Regions from separate parts of the Mus musculus genome. Here regions 1, 3, 4, 5 and 6 are each linked to region 2. The links are chromatin contacts, called in public promoter capture Hi-C maps. All regions are on one chromosome and are shown on one strand. The core of a region is the stretch at or near the end of the contact, and the rest is flanking DNA. Distances in the headings are between cores, read along the strand shown. Region 1 holds the start of Rbm4b (RNA binding motif protein 4B). Region 2 holds the start of Cd248 (CD248 antigen, endosialin). Region 3 holds the start of 4930481A15Rik (RIKEN cDNA 4930481A15 gene). Region 4 holds the start of Cst6 (cystatin E/M). Region 5 holds the start of Fibp (fibroblast growth factor (acidic) intracellular binding protein). Region 6 holds the start of Sptbn2 (spectrin beta, non-erythrocytic 2).

What was found. Promoter capture Hi-C pulls out the DNA fragments that hold promoters and counts their contacts. Capture Hi-C pulls out chosen DNA fragments and counts their contacts.
Region 1: a promoter capture Hi-C map of pre-B cells shows a contact between it and region 2, with 4 times the contacts expected there. A contact is called at or near these places in 4 of 39 promoter capture datasets (cranial neural crest, hippocampal neurons, pre-B cells and 1 more), 2 of 484 Hi-C or Micro-C datasets (embryonic stem cells and rod photoreceptor), 2 of 130 datasets of targeted methods (extraembryonic endoderm stem cells and pancreatic cancer cells) and 1 of 9 other capture datasets (liver).
Region 3: a promoter capture Hi-C map of liver shows a contact between it and region 2, with 2.9 times the contacts expected there. A contact is called at or near these places in 4 of 39 promoter capture datasets (the HPC-7 cell line, cranial neural crest and liver), 4 of 130 datasets of targeted methods (bone marrow-derived macrophages, embryonic stem cells, forebrain and 1 more) and 3 of 9 other capture datasets (adipose tissue, liver and pancreatic islet).
Region 4: a promoter capture Hi-C map of pancreatic islet shows a contact between it and region 2. A contact is called at or near these places in 2 of 39 promoter capture datasets (both in liver), 2 of 130 datasets of targeted methods (bone marrow-derived macrophages and pancreatic cancer cells) and 3 of 9 other capture datasets (adipose tissue, liver and pancreatic islet).
Region 5: a promoter capture Hi-C map of stem cell-derived epiblast-like cells shows a contact between it and region 2, with 3 times the contacts expected there. A contact is called at or near these places in 7 of 39 promoter capture datasets (the 3T3-L1 cell line, the SN4741 cell line, liver and 2 more), 1 of 484 Hi-C or Micro-C datasets (embryonic stem cells), 2 of 130 datasets of targeted methods (extraembryonic endoderm stem cells and pancreatic cancer cells) and 1 of 9 other capture datasets (adipose tissue).
Region 6: a contact with region 2 is called in a promoter capture Hi-C map of cranial neural crest. A contact is called at or near these places in 1 of 39 promoter capture datasets (cranial neural crest), 1 of 130 datasets of targeted methods (pancreatic cancer cells) and 3 of 9 other capture datasets (adipose tissue, liver and pancreatic islet).

The regions. Positions count from the first base shown.
Region 1 is chr19:4,755,240-4,757,939 of GRCm38.p6, reverse strand. It overlaps Rbm4b (RNA binding motif protein 4B), which reads right to left and starts at 1,415. Exons shown (of 4, transcript NM_025717.3): 1 at 1,279-1,415; 2 at 271-694. The coding sequence starts at 682. All of the region lies in intron 2 of Gm21992 (predicted gene 21992), which reads left to right.
Region 2 is chr19:5,066,679-5,069,378 of GRCm38.p6, reverse strand. It overlaps Cd248 (CD248 antigen, endosialin), which reads right to left and starts at 1,301. Exons shown (of 1, transcript NM_054042.2): 1 at 1-1,301. The coding sequence starts at 1,253.
Region 3 is chr19:5,405,363-5,408,093 of GRCm38.p6, reverse strand. It overlaps 4930481A15Rik (RIKEN cDNA 4930481A15 gene), which reads right to left and starts at 1,279. Exons shown (of 4, transcript NR_027938.2): 1 at 1,011-1,279.
Region 4 is chr19:5,348,273-5,350,972 of GRCm38.p6, reverse strand. It overlaps Cst6 (cystatin E/M), which reads left to right and starts at 1,399. Exons shown (of 3, transcript NM_028623.5): 1 at 1,399-1,878; 2 at 2,451-2,576. The coding sequence starts at 1,639.
Region 5 is chr19:5,459,081-5,461,908 of GRCm38.p6, reverse strand. It overlaps Fibp (fibroblast growth factor (acidic) intracellular binding protein), which reads right to left and starts at 1,302. Exons shown (of 10, transcript NM_021438.4): 1 at 1,131-1,302; 2 at 750-948; 3 at 393-519. The coding sequence starts at 1,215.
Region 6 is chr19:4,709,783-4,712,495 of GRCm38.p6, reverse strand. Sptbn2 (spectrin beta, non-erythrocytic 2) reads right to left here and starts at 1,288. Exons shown (of 37, transcript NM_021287.2): 1 at 852-1,288.

The DNA.
Region 1 (2,700 bases), core at 166-2,665, 310 kb after region 2:
CTTAAGACTTGTGACAGTACTCAAGTGAATGAAGACCAAAGGCAGGCAGGCAGGAGCCCATGCAGTTGTGGAGAAGGAGCTTGGCGAATACAATGGGGAAGGCTTACTTCCCCAGAGTGAATTATGCTAAGAGTAGTAAACATAACCTGTTCTTTGCATTTAAAAGAATGGCAGAAGCCACTCTTGAAGCCCTGTGGTCTTGTGTTCTTCCCTCTGCCTTGAGCTAGAGACTCCACGAAGGTCTGCCACCCAATCCCCAGAACAGTTCACCTTGAAACTCTGTGTTGTCGAGGCCCCTGATGGCCTCCACCGCATCCTCTGCCCGCTCCATGTGTACAAAGGCATAATCTTTCACGATGTCACATTCGATGACTGGGCCGTACTCCTCAAACTTGGCCCGAAGCTCTTGGTTGGTACAAGTGGGGCTGATGTTGCCCACGTGTAACTTGGTTGAAGCTTTGCTCTTATTCTTGCTGGCTTCCACATTGATGTTCACTCCGTGCAGCTTGTAGTGGTGCAGGTTGCGTATGGCATCCTCAGCGGCCGTCTTGTCCTCTATGTGCACAAAGCCATAATTCTTAATGATGTCACATTCCAGCACCTTCCCGTACTGCTCGAAGAGTGAGCGGATCTCCTGCTCTGTGGCCTCCCGGGGCAGATTTCCAATGAACAGCTTCACCATCCTGACAAGAGCCTGGCAGAGAAGAAACAAGATTTTAAAAGTCAGGTGTGAAGTGAGAAACTGACACTACAGCACACCCCGACCCTCACAGTTCTTTTTGAGAGAGGAACTGCTGTGTGACAATGCCAACAGAAGGTCGGGGGTCAGAATGCACAACAAGGTCTAAGATATATATCCGTGAGGTCAGGCACATTGACTCTACAAGGTTAGCTCCTTCACGGTTTAGCACAGGGATGAAAGACAAGTGGAAGGCATGAAGTATCTGAATGTCCCTAGTTACGGGTTTTTGGAGGGAAATCTGTGTACCTCTCCACAGCGCGGTATCCCCTCCCACCATACTCCAAGAACGAAAGCCCTCTTTCACCCAACACTGGACCCCTATCCTCAGCGGCCCAACCTCCGCTGCAACATCCCAACAAAGACTCGGCCCGACCCCTGCCCCGCCCCCTCCGGAGACCCGGCCCCGCCTCCTTTCCTTGTCTTCCCGGGACCTTCCTCAGAAGATGAGTGGCCCCAAACCCGAGCCTTCCCGGCCCTCCGAGGTCCGGCCCAGTCCGCTCCAGGGCTTCCCACACACCCACAGCATCCTCTCCTACCTCCGGGTGGTGCCGGCGGTGGCGGCGGGTCCCGCGTCAGAGAGAACCCTACAAAATGGCGACGGCCGCTCGAGCCTCGGCGCGACCGGGCGCTTTCTCGCGCGCCAGCTCACGCACGCGCGAGTGCGCGCTGCCTGCCTCCCCTCCCCCTCGCAGGAGCGGGGCGACCAATCCTGCGGCCGCACACAACTGTCCGCCCCCCGTGCGGGGGCGGGGTCATGTGGTGACGGCACTGCGGAGCGAAGGTCAGCCCGCCCCCAGCCCGGGCTAGCCAATCACCGCCTTGGGAGTGGGTCGCGGCTTGCGCGTCAAGGGGGCTCAGGAAGCAACCATTGCCTTGGCAAAACCGTAAGGCCCGGGGGAGTCTCTAAGCATCACAATGGATCGTGGTATTGGGCGCACTGTCGAGGGGGCTGATGACAAAGGGTTGTGTCACTGGGCCCGCTAGAAGGGGGTTTTCTCAACCTCTGGCTGCTGAGAGCGATACTTCAGAAACCCAGGCACTACCACATCTTAACCTAATCTCTCCCTTGTTTGGGTAGGAAGGGGTAAGAATTCCCGTAAAACAATTTAATTTTCACTGCAATAGTGTTGTTCATTGGTGAAGAAGCTGAGACTGAGAGTGGAGTAGAAAGATAATCTGGGTTAGAACTAGGTTAGGTCTGAGGGAGGCATTTCTCTATCCAAACTATACTTTGTCATGTTTATTCATGAATATACGTGGGCTGGCTTTCCCTCGTAGTATCTGTCTATCCTGGTTCCTGAAATGTGGTGAGCATTACCAAGGAATACGTTGTCCAGAGGTCCAGGGAGAATCCAGGTTTGGGGAATGAGTGACAAGGGTTCCGCATCCGTCCCAAGCTGCCTGAGGCACAGGCAATTGTCAGGCTCCAGACTCTCTGTTGCGGTCCAAGGGCACCTCCTGGTGGCAAGCAGGGTACCAGCTTGGTGGATCACTATCACAAAGCAGCGGGCTTACAGACATTGAGGGATTGAATTCATCTCCTAGAAGAGGCACCGGGATGGTTGTTAGACCATCCCCATTGTTGTCAAAACAATTCCCCATTGTGGTAGTTCCAACACCAGCTCCTCCAATAGTATAGAGATCAGTTCCCCGAGTTGACTTCCTGCACCCAAGCTACTTGGAAACATTTCTTTACCAAATCCATGTTTCCCACTCATTTCAGAAGGCATTGTCTAATTGTAATTACACATTTTTAAAATTAATTTTTTTTGGTTTGTTTTTCGAGATGGGGTTTTCTGGCAGTCTTGGCTGTCCTGGAACCTCCTCGGGATCTGCTATCACCTAACCTTGTACATTGTATTTTGGGATCTCTTCCCAAATTTGTGGGGGCTCCACAACTAATGCTCTACTAACAGTTCCCATTTTTTTCTTTTTTAAGATTTATTTATTTATTTATT
Region 2 (2,700 bases), core at 52-2,551:
CCATCCTGTGGGAAGTTGGGCCTATAGGGCAGGCCAAAGTCAGGTGGATGTGTAGGTGCCAGCCATAGGATCCCCTGTTCCTCTGTCCAGGTGCCATCAAAGTCCTCCCAGGGCTCCTCTTCATCCTCCCCTTCTTCTCCATCATCCAGCAACTCATCTCTGAGATCCTGGGAAGCCTGGGCACCCATGGCTCCTGCAGGGCTACAGCTGATACCATCTGCCTCAAGCTCGTGACCCTCGCTGCAGTAACACTCAAAGCCACCAACATAGTTGACACACATCTGCTGGCACACACCAGCAATCTGGCACTCATCCGTGTCCACGCAGCGGTGTGGATCATCCTCAGCTGGCCGGAAGCCAAGGCGACAGTGGCAGCTATAGCCTTGTGGCCCTCCAGGTTCACACTGCTGCTCACAGGGGGCCTGGGCACAGGGGTCTTCACAACTGTGCCCATCTGCTGCTAGACGGAAGCCTTCACTGCAGCGGCAGGACACAGCACCGTCCACCTCTTCCACACACTCATGTTCGCAACCCCCATTGTCAGGACCACAGCCAGTCCCTGGGCACAGCGGGCCAGTCTGGGACCAGCCCACGCCACCTGAAGGCTGTTTCACGCACAGCAGAGAAGCTCCCCTGCCAGCTTGGCACTGCACAGCTGCCACGGAGCCAAAGGGCAGCCATTCGAACTCGCTGGAAACCAGGTTGAAGGGTGTGGTGTAGACAGCGGGACCGGCCTGACCCACCTCAAGCGGCAAGGCAGGGCAGGCACCCTCAAAACCAAACTGGCAGAGGTAGCCATCGACAGCCAGTGTGCACGAGCCTTCGAGCCAGCGATGCTCTCCGCTGGCCTCAAGGGCTGCACAGCGCTGGGCTGGGCAGGGTCCTTCCGTAGCCGGCTGGGCCCAGTTGGTGAAGGCGGTGTCCTGGTCTCCCGTGGTCCATATGAAGCCCCGCAGTGGGCGCTGCGGCTGGCATTGCCTAGCCTGCCGCTGCAACCCAATCCATAGCAGCCCGTTGGCCGGCCCGACCCCCACCAGGCTGTCCACACGCTGGGCCTCCTCTGGGGTCCGCGGTGTGGCCAGGTTGCCCCCCAATTCGCGGCACGCCCGCCAAGCTTCCAGGAATGTGCGGCGCCGGGGAAAGAGCGCGTAGCAGCTGCTGGGGCCGCACGCGGCTCGAGGCTCCGGCGTCCAGGGGACCTGGCCCAGTGCGGGCACCGCGGCCACCCAGGCCAGCAGCAGGCGCAGCAGCATCGCGACGCCCCCCGACTGGCCCGGCTCGGGCCTGCCGCTGCTCTTGACAGGGGGAGGGATCAAGGCCTCTGGCGGGAGGGCCGGGGGCGGGCCCGGCGGACTCACGCCTTGTAAGGAGTGGGCTGGGGCCGCTGCCAGCTCCCCTGCTAGCTCCCCGGGGGCTGCTGGAGCAGGAAGCAGTGGGGTGGGGGGGGTTCTGGGGTGAGAGGCGAAGGGCAGAGGAGGGGGGAGGTACAACTAACGGGCTACCTCAGGCGTTACAGAGCTGAGAGTCAGGGAAAAGGGAACCTGTCTGTCTGAGAAGCATCCCCAGTCAACCCTCTGAAACTTCAGCGTTGTTTGCAGCTAAGGCAGCTGGGGTGAAGCTGTCTTCCAGAGAGACTCCCGAAAGCCGGGATCTGGATTCACCAGTATCAGTATACTGGCTGCATTCTGAGCTCAACGACTTGATCGGGCCAGCCCTTTCTCATCACACATATGTGAACGACTCCTTCCAAGCCTGGCAAGAGCATCTTCTCTGACACCCTATCTAAGGCCGCCAAACCCCAGCCTCACACACGCAGCTCTCCTGACATGCTGTGTATGCCCTTAGGTGGATAAGCTAGGATGATGTGGCCTGCTAAACGGTCTCAACGATGAGGCCCCACCCATTCCTGCCTGGGCCCTGCGTGAGAATCAACTTGATAACCTCCTTGAGAACCACCTCAACCAGACACGTATTTGATGAGCCCTTCGCTCAGCCTACCTCACTCCCAAGTTTTTTTGGCTCCAGCAGGACCAGCATTAGGGGTTAGGGAGGGGGGAGGAGGCCAAGGCCTGCTCTCTCCTTACCCTGGCTCAGTCAGGGGCCCTGGGAACCTGGGCTTAGAGCGGGAGGAGGCTGCCCCCTAACAGGAAATGCCTCTCCAGGCTTCTGCTGCAGGAAGGCAGGGTGCATGACTCTGGGCTCTGTGGAGACTGAGCTCTGCTCAGGGTGAGCACGGCTGCTATGAGGGGACCTGTGCAAGACCATGTATGGGCATGGGGACACAACAGGATAGTAAGTGTGACACAGGCATCACATTGTCCTCCTTACTCCCAGGGTCCTCTTCCAGCCCTTCCTGGAGGCCTCTGGAGGTTTGCACACTGGGCCAGGCACCCAGGGTGGCCCTGGGATTCTGTGTGAAGGATTAACCCCTGCATTCTCTTTTTACCTTTATTTATTTATTTATTTATTTTTAAGAGATGGAGTTTGCTCTGTTGCCAAGGCTATTCCAAACTCCTGGATTCTAAGTAGCAGGTACTACAGTCACCCAACACCAGGTAATCCTTTTATACCCTTGGGGTTTTTTGTTTGTTTGTTTGTTTGTTTTGGTTTTCTGAGACAGGGTTTCTCTGTGTAGCCCTGGCTGTCCTGGAACTCACTCTGTAGACCAGGCTGGCCTTGAATTCAGAAATCTGCCTGCCT
Region 3 (2,731 bases), core at 30-2,529, 340 kb before region 2:
GCCTGAGCTGCAGAGTAAGATAGTGGAGGTGACCCCCCTAAAACATAAAATAGGGGATAGTGAGGTGACTCAATGGGGAAAGTGCTCTCTGTGCAAGCCGGATGACATGAGTTCAATTCCCAGAACCCACATGAAAGTGGCAAGAGAGAACAAAGTTGACTTCTGACCCCACATACATGCTGTGGCAGTAGCCACCCCCTTCCTATCATGCACACACAATAACAATAAAAATAAATAGAACAAATGAATGAGTGATTTAAAATAAAGTGACTGGTTTTACGTCACCGTCAGATCTCTGAGCTTGACTCACTCTTACTTTGTGTTCGCCTCTCTGAACTTGATTTAGAACAACACAGTTGCTGCTCTCCTGGCCAGTGGAGCCCCTACCATCGAGCACAGAGGGAAGCGTCCTTCCTATCCTCACCCTCTACTCCAAACTCCTGCTCTCCTATTGTAAAGGGATGGGAGGAGAACGGTGGTAAAGGAGGAGTGGGCATGACTGGCTCCTCCAGGTGCTGGATAAAGCTACTCCAGCAAGATAAAGCTACTCCAGCAGGAAGAGATGCTCAGCAGATGGGAGAGTGTACCACAGATGGGAGAGTGTACCACAGATGGGAGAGTGTACCACAGATGGGAGAGTGTACCACAGATGGGAGAGTGTACCACAGATGGGAGAGTGTACCACAGAGGGTTCAGCTTCCAGGTCCCACATAGCGGCTCATAACGATCTGTAACTTCAGTTTCAGTGACCAGCGCCCTCTTCTGGACTCTCTGGGCATGTGGGGCACGGACATACACGCAAGCAAAACATCCTTACACATTTAAAGAGTTTAAACTACAAAAGCTGTTCTTATCTGTGGGTGCTGCCTGTGTTTTCTGGGACACCTTTCCAGATCGACCCCAACTTCAGCAAATGGTAGCCCCTATGTTTCGATGGCTCTGATTTTCTTCCCTCTGGCACACGCAGACCCATTCTATGGGGGCTCCCCTCACAGGATCCGTTTTTTTACCTTAGGGTTAGTCAGTCTCCACTGCCAGGCCATACGCTTGCTGGAGGTCACGGCACTACTGACGCCCTGGGCCACCACAACACCAGTGAGCCTCTTGAGCTTTCTTAGAGCACTTAGTACCAGATTTAGAATTAGAAGACAATTCACCAGTCAGGCGTGTGGTGCAGGCCTTTAGTCCCAGCACCCAGCAGGGGCAGGTGGATCTTTGAGTTTGAAGCCAGCCTGGTCTACAGAGTGAGTTCCAGTCCAGTCAAGGTTACATGTTGGGAGCCGCCCCCACATTCGCCGTCACAAGATGGCGCTGACATCCTGTGTTCTAAGTGGTAAACAAATAATCTGCGCATGTGCCAAGGGTATTTTACGACTACTTGTACTCTGCCTTTCCCGTGAACGTCAGCTCGGCCATGGGCTGCAGCCAATCAGGGAGTGATGCGTCCTAAGCGAAGGATAACTCCTCCTTAAAGGGGACGGGGTTTCGGCCATTCTCTCTTGCTCTGCGCGCCCGGCGCTCTGGCTCCTAAAGATGTAAACAATAGAGCGCGCTCTGCGCTTTGGCGCGCCGGAGCTCTGGCTCCTAAAGATGTAAGATTGGGGTGGCTTTCGCTTTTGGGGCTGGGGGTTTGCGCTCCTGGCTCCTGAAGATGTAAGCAATAAAGTTTTGCCGCAGAAGATTCTGGTTTGTTGTGTTCTTTCCTGGCCGGTCGTGAGAACGCGAATAAGAGTTACACAGTGAAATCATGTCTTGAAAAAAAAAACAAACATAAAAAAGGAGGAGGAGGAGGAGGAGGAGGAAGAGGAGGAGGACAGGAAGAGGGAAAGAAGACAGTTTAGTAGCTTCAGGTTTGAGATCTCAGCAGGATACCAGCTGTTTCCAAACTGATGTCATTACCAACTCACTCTCTCAAAATTTACCCTAGAGGCTGGCAAGACACCTCAGCGGGTAAAGGAGCCACGAAACATAACGTCAACCTAAGCTTGACAGCTGAGACTCACACGGCAGAAGGGGAGAACTGACTATAAGTTATCCTCCCAGTGGTCACATGCATCCCAGACCACACACCCCAGCCTATCCACAAATAGATAAATAAGTGTAAAAGTCTAAGAAATCTACCCTTGCACCGGGAGCACGTTTCAGGAGGCAGGGTGCGTGCCTGGGATGCAAGAAGCCTTGAGTTAAGGGTCCAGCACCAAATAAACCAGGCACAGTGGCGAGCACTGTAATCTCCACGCTAGGGAGGTGGAGGCAGGAGGATCAGAAGTTGAAGTTTATCCTTGTCTGTATAGCAAGTTCAAAGCTAGCCTGGGCTACATTAGACTCTTTCTTAGATAGATAGATAGATAGATAGATAGATAGATAGATAGATAGATAGATAGATAGAATCCAATTTGAATCCATTCATACTTCTGACAAGGATGAGGGTCAAAAGTGGCAGAGTGTGGATCAGGCTGGGGCTGGAGAGACAGCTCAGAGGATAAGAGCACTGGCTGCTCTTCCAGAGGATTTCGGTTGGGTTCCCAGCACCCACATGGAGGCTCACAACTGTAACTCCTTTCCAGATCCAGTGTTCTCTTCTGACCTCAGCAGGCACTGAATTCATGTGATATACATACAGATATACTTGTGGGTAAAACACCCATACATATCAAGTAAAAATGTCAATATTTTTTAAAAAATTAAAAACAATTAAAATGTGGCACACACTTACAGTTCCAGCACTTGG
Region 4 (2,700 bases), core at 150-2,649, 280 kb before region 2:
AGACTTGTCATCCTATTTCCCGTAGGACACCCAGGCCCTGAGTGACTATCCAAAGCCTCCCAGTTAGAAAGATGGCACCTGGCGTGACTCACCCCTCTTCGGAGGCAAGTCTTTCTTTTCAAACTCAGCCTGAGCTAAGAACATAGACAAGAACTTGACCTGGTAGCACAGGCTTGTAATCCCTGCCAGGAGGCTGAAGCTGGGAAGCCACAGACTCAAGGCCTGCAGTCTACAGAGCAAGGGCTTCACGGTCAGCCTGGGTGATCAACAAGTCCCTATCTAGAGATAAGGAGTAAAACGAGGGCTGCATGCCGGGCATGGTGGCGCATGCCTTTAATCCCAGCACTTGGGAGGCAGAGGCAGGCAGATCTCTGAGTACGAGGCCAGCCTGGTCTACATACAGAGTGAGTTCCAGGACAGCCAGGGATACATAGAGAAACCCTGTCTTGAAAACAAAACAAACAAACAAACAAACAAACAAAAAAAACGAGGGCTGCAGGTGAAGTGTTTGCCCAGCATGCATAAGACCCTAGGTTCAAGCCCAGCAAAATGAAATGAGGCTAGGGATATTAGTTGGTAGAGTGCTTGTCTCTAGCACACATGAAGCCCTGCATTCTGTTCTCAGCACCAAATAAAATATGATGGTAATGCTAGCACTTGGAAGGGAGAAGCAGGGAGATCAGGAGTTCAAAGTCATCCTGAGCTATGAAATTCAAGGTCAGCCAGGGACACACAAGATCTTATTTTATAGCACACACACACACACACACACACACGACTTAGGCTCTTCAGTATACTTACTTACTAGGGACCAGTTGAAATCGTTGCACATATTACTTCTCCCTTCTGTGCCATGGCGTCCCACCTCTGCAAAGTGAAAGGGTCAGCCAACCGGGTCCACCATGGCTGTGAGGGACAGTAGTGCCGGCTTGAGTAGTAAGGACTCCTACCCACCCACCGTTTGTTTGCATGGCACCCGGCCTCTCTTAGGCTCTTTACCTGTGTCAGTTCATCGATCCTTATAGCATTTATTTTTCAGAAGAAGAAATGCAGGCTGGGAGTTATAATTTCTCTAAAAATGGCACGATAAGAAAATGGTGGCAATGCCGGATGATAGTGGTGCACACCTTTAATCCCAGCACTCGGGAGGCAGAGGCAGGTGATTTCTGAGTTCGAGACCAGTCTGGTCTACAAAGTGAGTTCCAGGACAGCCAGAGCTACACAGAGAAACCCTGTCTCGAAACAAACAAACAAACAAGAAAGAAAGAGAGAGAGAAAGAAAGAAAGAAAGAAAGAAAGAAAGAAAGAGAAAAGGAAATGATAAAATGATAGCAGTAAGAATGTAACCATATAATTGCTTTTGGCAACTCAAACGTCAGGGCCCTGGTATGAACTGTTCTCTCCCTCCTGGGAGATAGGAATGATAGGCCAGCATCTCTACACGTAGAGGTTCTGGGACCTGTGTGCCATCTCTGGTTCTTACACTGCGTAGGTAGGGGAGGTGCACCCGCCTCCAGGCACCTGCAAGCTGGTCCAGGCTTGCTAAGGAAACAAGCAGGCGTTGGGCGGGGCCGGGAGGGGCCCGCGAAGGCTGTAAAAGCCGCGCAGGATGGAAGTCCAGACACTGAATCCGCGGCTATGGAGCGTCCTCACTTCCCGCTGGCGATGGGCCTTGGCCTGCTCGCATTCTGCCTCCTGACCCTGTCACCTGACGCCCGCGCCGAGCTGCGGAGCCGCAGGACCGGAGAACGCCAGAACTTGTCACCCACCGACCCGCGGGTGCAAAAGGCCGCACAGGCAGCTGTGGCCAGCTACAATATGGGCAGCGACAGCCTCTACTACTTCCGAGACACCAAAGTCATCGATGCAAAATATCAGGTGCGGTGGCTGGGACAGAGGTTGTGGGACAGGTTATGGAACAGAGTGGCTGTGGAGAGGGACAATTTGGAGAGGGACAGGGACAGGGGGACCGAGGACAGGTGACAGGAGACAGGAGATAAACAGAGAGCTGCTTAGCTTGCTACCAAACACAAGGGGGCACTAAAACCAACCATAACCCCCAGACCTTTCTATGAAATACTTCAAAACAAAACAGATTAGTAAAGTCCTCTGGAAGCAGCGCTATCTAACTATCAAAGAAATGCAGGATGCAGCCTCCTTTGGCATAACTAACCTCACTTCCCCAACCTGCCAGGTGGAGTGGAAGGGCCCAGTGTAGGTGCCACATACCATTCACCTTTACAGTCTAGCCGCAGACAGGAGCTCTCCAGCTTCTTGCCCAGCCTAGGGCTCTGCTCACACACAGAAGTTCCTGCCTCCACTCCAGGTCTGAATATGTAGGTCAGAGGGTTGCATTTGCCTGGGAGAGTGGAGACTCTTAGAGGGAGGGAAAGCATAGACACACAGGTTGGACTCCCAGGCATCTCTCACCTGCCCTGTTTGGTTCCCAGCTGGTGGCTGGCATCAAGTACTACCTGACTTTGGACATAGAAAGCACAGAGTGCCGAAAGACCAGAGTCTCTGGAGAACACATGGACCTCACCACCTGCCCTCTGGCTGCAGGGGGGCAGCAGGAGGTAACAGCACCGACCCCATCCCAACCCCATGCAGGGTCTGAGGCCCTTAGCTTGTCTATCCTGACCAGTCTATCTGGTCAGGCAGAAGCCTGGCTCCACCTGTTCGCTTTGGCTCTTGTATGAC
Region 5 (2,828 bases), core at 53-2,552, 390 kb before region 2:
CATGGATAAGGTAGGATCTAGCTCCCTTGTCGATTTCAAGGGATAGATGTGGCCAAGAACAGCATCTTCTAGGCAGGAGTACCATGAACAAAAACAAACTTGGGGCTCAAGAAATGTTAAGTCCAGAGAGGTCTATAGTGACCCAACCTGAGTCTGAAGGTCGAGGACAGTGGGAGCCAATGAAAATCTATAAGCAAAGGAAAGCCACGGTCAGACTGAGCCTAAGCCTGGTCCGCCTGGCCAGAGGGGAGGTGGAGGGAGGAGAGGGTTTATATGAAGAAGGAACTGGTTCCACAATCATGGGCTAGACCACGGGCTAGAGGTGGGGCTAGAGTAGTAAGAAGGATCCAGAGGTGGGCTAGACAGGTAGTGGTGTTATGTGTAGAACCCACCTGCCTCCGGCAGCTCTTGAGAGTAATTCCTGTTTTGGTGCTGATGTCATCCAGGTCTTTCTTGGTACCCTTGGACAGCTTCTTGCCCAAGACCTCCCGAACAAAGGCCTCATCAAAGGTGTAGTACCTTGTGGAGGCACAGGTCATTATTGGTGATCCATTAGGGAAGGAGAAGGGAGTTTGGAATTGGTTTCTCTTGTTCTCAATTTTCTAATTTCCTGAGTTCACCCCATCTACCCCTGTGTATATCCCAATACCCTCCCCCCAGACTCAGCTTCAGTCTACAAAATGGGTATAAGTCAGATTGACTGACATCCCTGCCAGTACCCACCCCCGTCCCCCACCCCTGGTGAGCACCTCTCGATGAGGAGTGTCTGTCGGGAGGGAGGAATCTGGAAGATGAGCTGGTGCAGCAGCTTCGGCGGCGCGTGCAGCAGACGCTCAAGCATGTGAAAGGTGCGGTAGTGGTCCATGGTGTCGCTCTGCAGCACTCCTGTGGTGGCTCCCGTCTGCTCCAAGATTCCGGAGCGTACTCGCAGAGCCACTGCATCGTTCACTGAGGAGTGGGCGCTACCATAAGACCCTAGAGGCCCTCCAGGGGTTCCACCTCCACCTCCAATCCTTACACTTCCCCGACTTCCCGCAGTCTGTCCACTTCCCTAAACCAAGCCTAAATCCTAGCCACGCCCCCTCTTCCCGATCCCCAACAACAGCTTCCCGGGAGGGCGGCTCACAGACCTGAGTAACCATCCAGCCAGAGGCGATACACGTCTTCATCTATAAGGGTCGTGTTCCCCACGAAAATGTCTAGTTCGCTGGTCATGACGATGCCCGGGCCGGGTTCGCCCGAAGCTGGAGCTTGTACGGGCCCCGGCCGGGCGAGTAGCCGCAGAGCGACTTCCGGGAGTTCGGAGATTTTGCTCCGGGCACCCGGAGCTGATGAAGGACCACTTCCGGGACGGAGCTAGTGAGACACCGCTCAGCTCTGTGAACGGTTTTTCGGAAGATGTCGGGATAGTCTTCTCTCAGTCTACCCTGTCTTGCAGATTCTCCCGTTAACCCCTTCTGTCACTCCCATCTTCTCAGTTTTCTCAGAGCCTCCCAGTTTTGACCTGTATCCTAAATTAGAATGTTTCCAAGGTTCTATCGTAGCGATTGCTAGGTGTATGTGGCCCTTACTTCCATTGTCCATAAGACAGACAGATGACCATTTTTCTTGTTCCCGGAGTGTATTTATTTTTATTGTTTTGAATAATGTGTATGTGGGGAGAGGGTGTGTACGTGTGAGTGCAAATGTTCTTTGAGACCTGAGGTATCAGGTCCCCTGGAGTTAAATTTACAGGCAAATATGAGTTAGTTGCACATATGGTTGTGGTTCCTTGCTTGTAACCACTTAGCTTTCTCTCCAGCCCCAGTTTTTCACCACATACTACACCCACACACAAGCTAGTGACTTCACTTAAAGTCTTTCAGAGCTCTGCCTGGAAGTAGGTATCTGCAGGGGCACCCATCTAGTAAGGCTGTCTTCTTTGTCTTTTCATGAGGCAGTAAAAGATTTACACAGGAGCCACCAAGCCTGAGTTCGTTCTCCTGCACCCATACTGTGTAAGGAAAGAACCAGCTCCAGGTTTTGTTTTGTTTGTTTGTTAAGACAAGGTCTTACTTTGTAGTCCAGGCTAGTCTAAATTGGCAGCAGTCTTTGATCTTCAACCTCCCAAGCATTGAGATTACAGGATAGGAACCACCAGTATACCTAGTCCTTATCACCTGATCTCTACATATGTATGCACTGTTGTATAATACATAAATATAGCTTACTGGCTATAATTACTAATAAAATTAACCCTGTATAACCTTTAATCCCAGCACTTGGAAGGCAGGCAGATATCTGAATTGGAGGTTAGCCTGGTCTACAGAGTGAGTTTCAGGACAGCCAGGGCTACACAGAGAAATCCTGTCTCGAAAAATGGGGGAAAATGAGTTCTACAAAAGCCAGTTCATCTCAGTGCACTTGCGGGTTGCTACCTAGAGACAGGGGGAGGAGGTCCTGGAGGAGGTCCTGGTTTATAAGACCAGGTCTCCCACTCCACTTCTGGTCCCTAGGCGGAGCACATTTTAGGGTTTCTAGACAGATCCCTCTCAGCTCCAGTCTGTTTCCCTGTACTCTTATCTCCGTGGCAGCCTCAGCACCCATCTCGTTCTAGAAACCTGGGCTATCTCCCAAATTTCTCTCTTCAGGCATTCAGAGCTGTTGATGTGCCTGCTGAGTGCCTCTCTCTGCGGCTTACTCCCCGCCCCACTGACTCAGTGCCAGCCTAGTTCTGCACAGCTCTCTGTTCACTGACACAGTGTTATTCATCTACAGTGCACTCTGCCACCAGAATCCACCCCACACAGCACACGTGGAGACTTCTTTGGCGGGGACAGAGTTGGGGA
Region 6 (2,713 bases), core at 39-2,538, 360 kb after region 2:
CAAGCCTCGGCCCCCAGAATCTTCACAGCGATACCTGGGTGTCCCGCACAGGACCCGGGAACTCGGCGTCGCATCCTCCCTCCTGAGCTCCCCAGGACCGACCCCGCCGCCTGCACGCGGCCGCACAAAGCGCGCCTCCTTGCCGGCCGGGACAAAGCGGGCCGGGGCGCCGGCTGCACCTACCTGGGTGCGGAGCGCCTGCCGGGCACGGGGAGCGCGGCTAGTGGGGGCACACTTGTCGCCGCGCCCACAGCCCGGTCGCGAGGGGTGGTTGCGGGAGGTTACTGGCGGCGGTGGCGGGGCGGCCCAGGGCGCACGGCAGGAGGGCGCTGTCACAGGGCGCGAGCGGCGCGGGGGGCGCGCGGGGCCGGCGGCCGCGGGGCGCGTGGCGGCTGCGCGCGGGCGCGAGCGGCGGGACTGCGGCGCCGCGGAAGGAGGACAATAGCCTCCCCCTGCCGCAGGCCGTCGGCTCCCGCGGGAGGCCCGGGACCATCTGGAGCTCGCGGCCCCGCGGGGCTTGGGGCGGGGCGCGAGTCATCCCCCTCCCCACCCGGCGTCATGGCAACCGCGGCCCCTCTAGGTTCCTGCAGTAGTTCTCCGGTAGGGGGTCTCTGACCTTCCCCGGGGCAAACGCAGGACGTTCGCTCCTTCGCCAGTTCCCGACCCCCCACTGTCTTCCGCGTGGATGCCCCGATTGACCCCCACCTTCCGGTCCTCGCCAGCCCCGCGACACCCTTGGGCGTCTGGGTACCACCCACAGTTAACCAGGCTTATTCTTCCCAGTTTGGAATTCCACCTTTGTCTCTGTCGCGCCTTTGCCTGGATGCGCAACCCCTTTAAATGTCACTTACCTCCGAGGTTTCCCCGAGATGCGGCCTCCGTTTCCTTTTCAAAGGTCCCTTTTGGGGCACCTCCAGGCCATCTCGCTTAAGCGTTTCTCTCTGCCTTGCCCCCTTTCTCTCGTCCTCCTTCTGGCAGGTAGGCTGGCCCGCTTTCCAAAAGCATCTCCATGGTGCTCCTGGAGATTCGCCTTCTCACAAATCAGATTCTCGGAACCGTCATCACAGCGGCTCCTCAGCTCCTCTCATTTATCAACCAGGAGAATTCCGGCCTAGTCACTGTCTTAAGGGGGTTGGGGGCAGGGATGGACATTTCTAGTCCTAGCACGGCCGGGTTTCTTCCTGGTTTATTAGCAGCTGAGTGGTCTACGGTTTAATGGCATTAACCAAGGTGAGCTGCTATCTGCCTAGGAGAGGAAGGAAATATGCCCAAATCAGAGCAAATGCACAGAGTGGGTGCTAGCAGTGGGTGCTAAAAGTGCGTTATGTCATGTGACACTCCCACCCCCACTCCAGCTCTGAAAGTACTGTTCCTCCAGATTGGAGAGCTAACTAAGCTCAGGGAGGTACCAGAAGGGAGAAAAAAAAAAAAAAAAAAAAAAAAAGATGGATTTTTGTAGCAAGCCTTTGGGTTCTATACTCCTGAGAAGAGCTAGGCCCTTTCATACACTAGGAATGCCTGAGATGGACAAGAAAGGACCACAAAAAGAATGTTCTTTCAGTGAATTATTGAGCTTAGGGTATTAAAATAGCTTTATCGTTAACTAAATTTTACCATTTTGCTTCTTTCTGGGAAGGTATGCATATCTAAAACAGCTACATGTAATCACACTACTTTTCAGGTATGATTTTCACAGAGTAAGATCACTGTGTTCAATGTAGTTTTAAAAAATCTGTAAAGTAAAACAAAACCTTGCTACCACCACCAAACAGTTGCATTGTTTTATCCATCTGGCCCTGGTTTTCCTCGTGTATAAAGTGGGTTGGGGAGGGACTGGGGAGTTTTGTTAAACTGCTAATCAGATCTGAGATTCTATCATTAAACGGGAATTTAGCCTTCTGTAAACTGTATTTCAGGGTGTTTATGATTTTTAAAAAGTCACTTATGTAGAATGTGCTACGCCTTTAATCCCAGAGTTCAGAAAGAGGCAGAGACAGGCAAATCCTGAGTTCAAAGCCAGCCTGCTCTACATGGGAATTCCAGGCCAGCCAAGAATTTGTAATTACAAACAAAACAAAAAAACTACCTCACTCCATCCAGCAGTGTAAACATGAGCTTCTCCTGACCCCAGAGCCGGAGTAGTCAGGATGTTCAGGACTAGGCCAAGCTGTACATGATAGTCGTCATGGAAACATGGCCAGGAGACATTAAAACTGATGATGAGATGGGAATCAGCTCAGCATCAGGCAAACTGCAAACCTTTCGTTTCTGTGGCTCAGGATTCTGGGAACTGAGGGTCTCAGAGACAGCCTGTTAGGTTGTGGTTAGAGTAGGCAAGGGTGATATTAGGTCTTGTGATTGACCAAAAGAATAGTGTTTTTAAATTAATTCTTCATTCCAGTATTGCACAATCTTTTGAAAAACCTTAAAAGCATTCTAATTTTCACTCTTATTAATAATCAAAATGATATTCAGACACCTAAGTGGAAGTCCAAATTAACCAAGTTAACTTACGGCAGAGACTCCTTATCTTGTGATTCTTAGTCTGTTCAGAGAAAGAGTAGGGCAGAAGAATTAAAAGTATAGATTTGGGGTCTGGGGTAGCCCAGTGGTCGATCAGTGGCCTTGCACAAGGCCTTGAGTTCAATCCCTAGTACCAGGGGCAGCATTGGCCTTGGAGTTGGATGCCCTGAGGTTAATATCTACTTGGGAA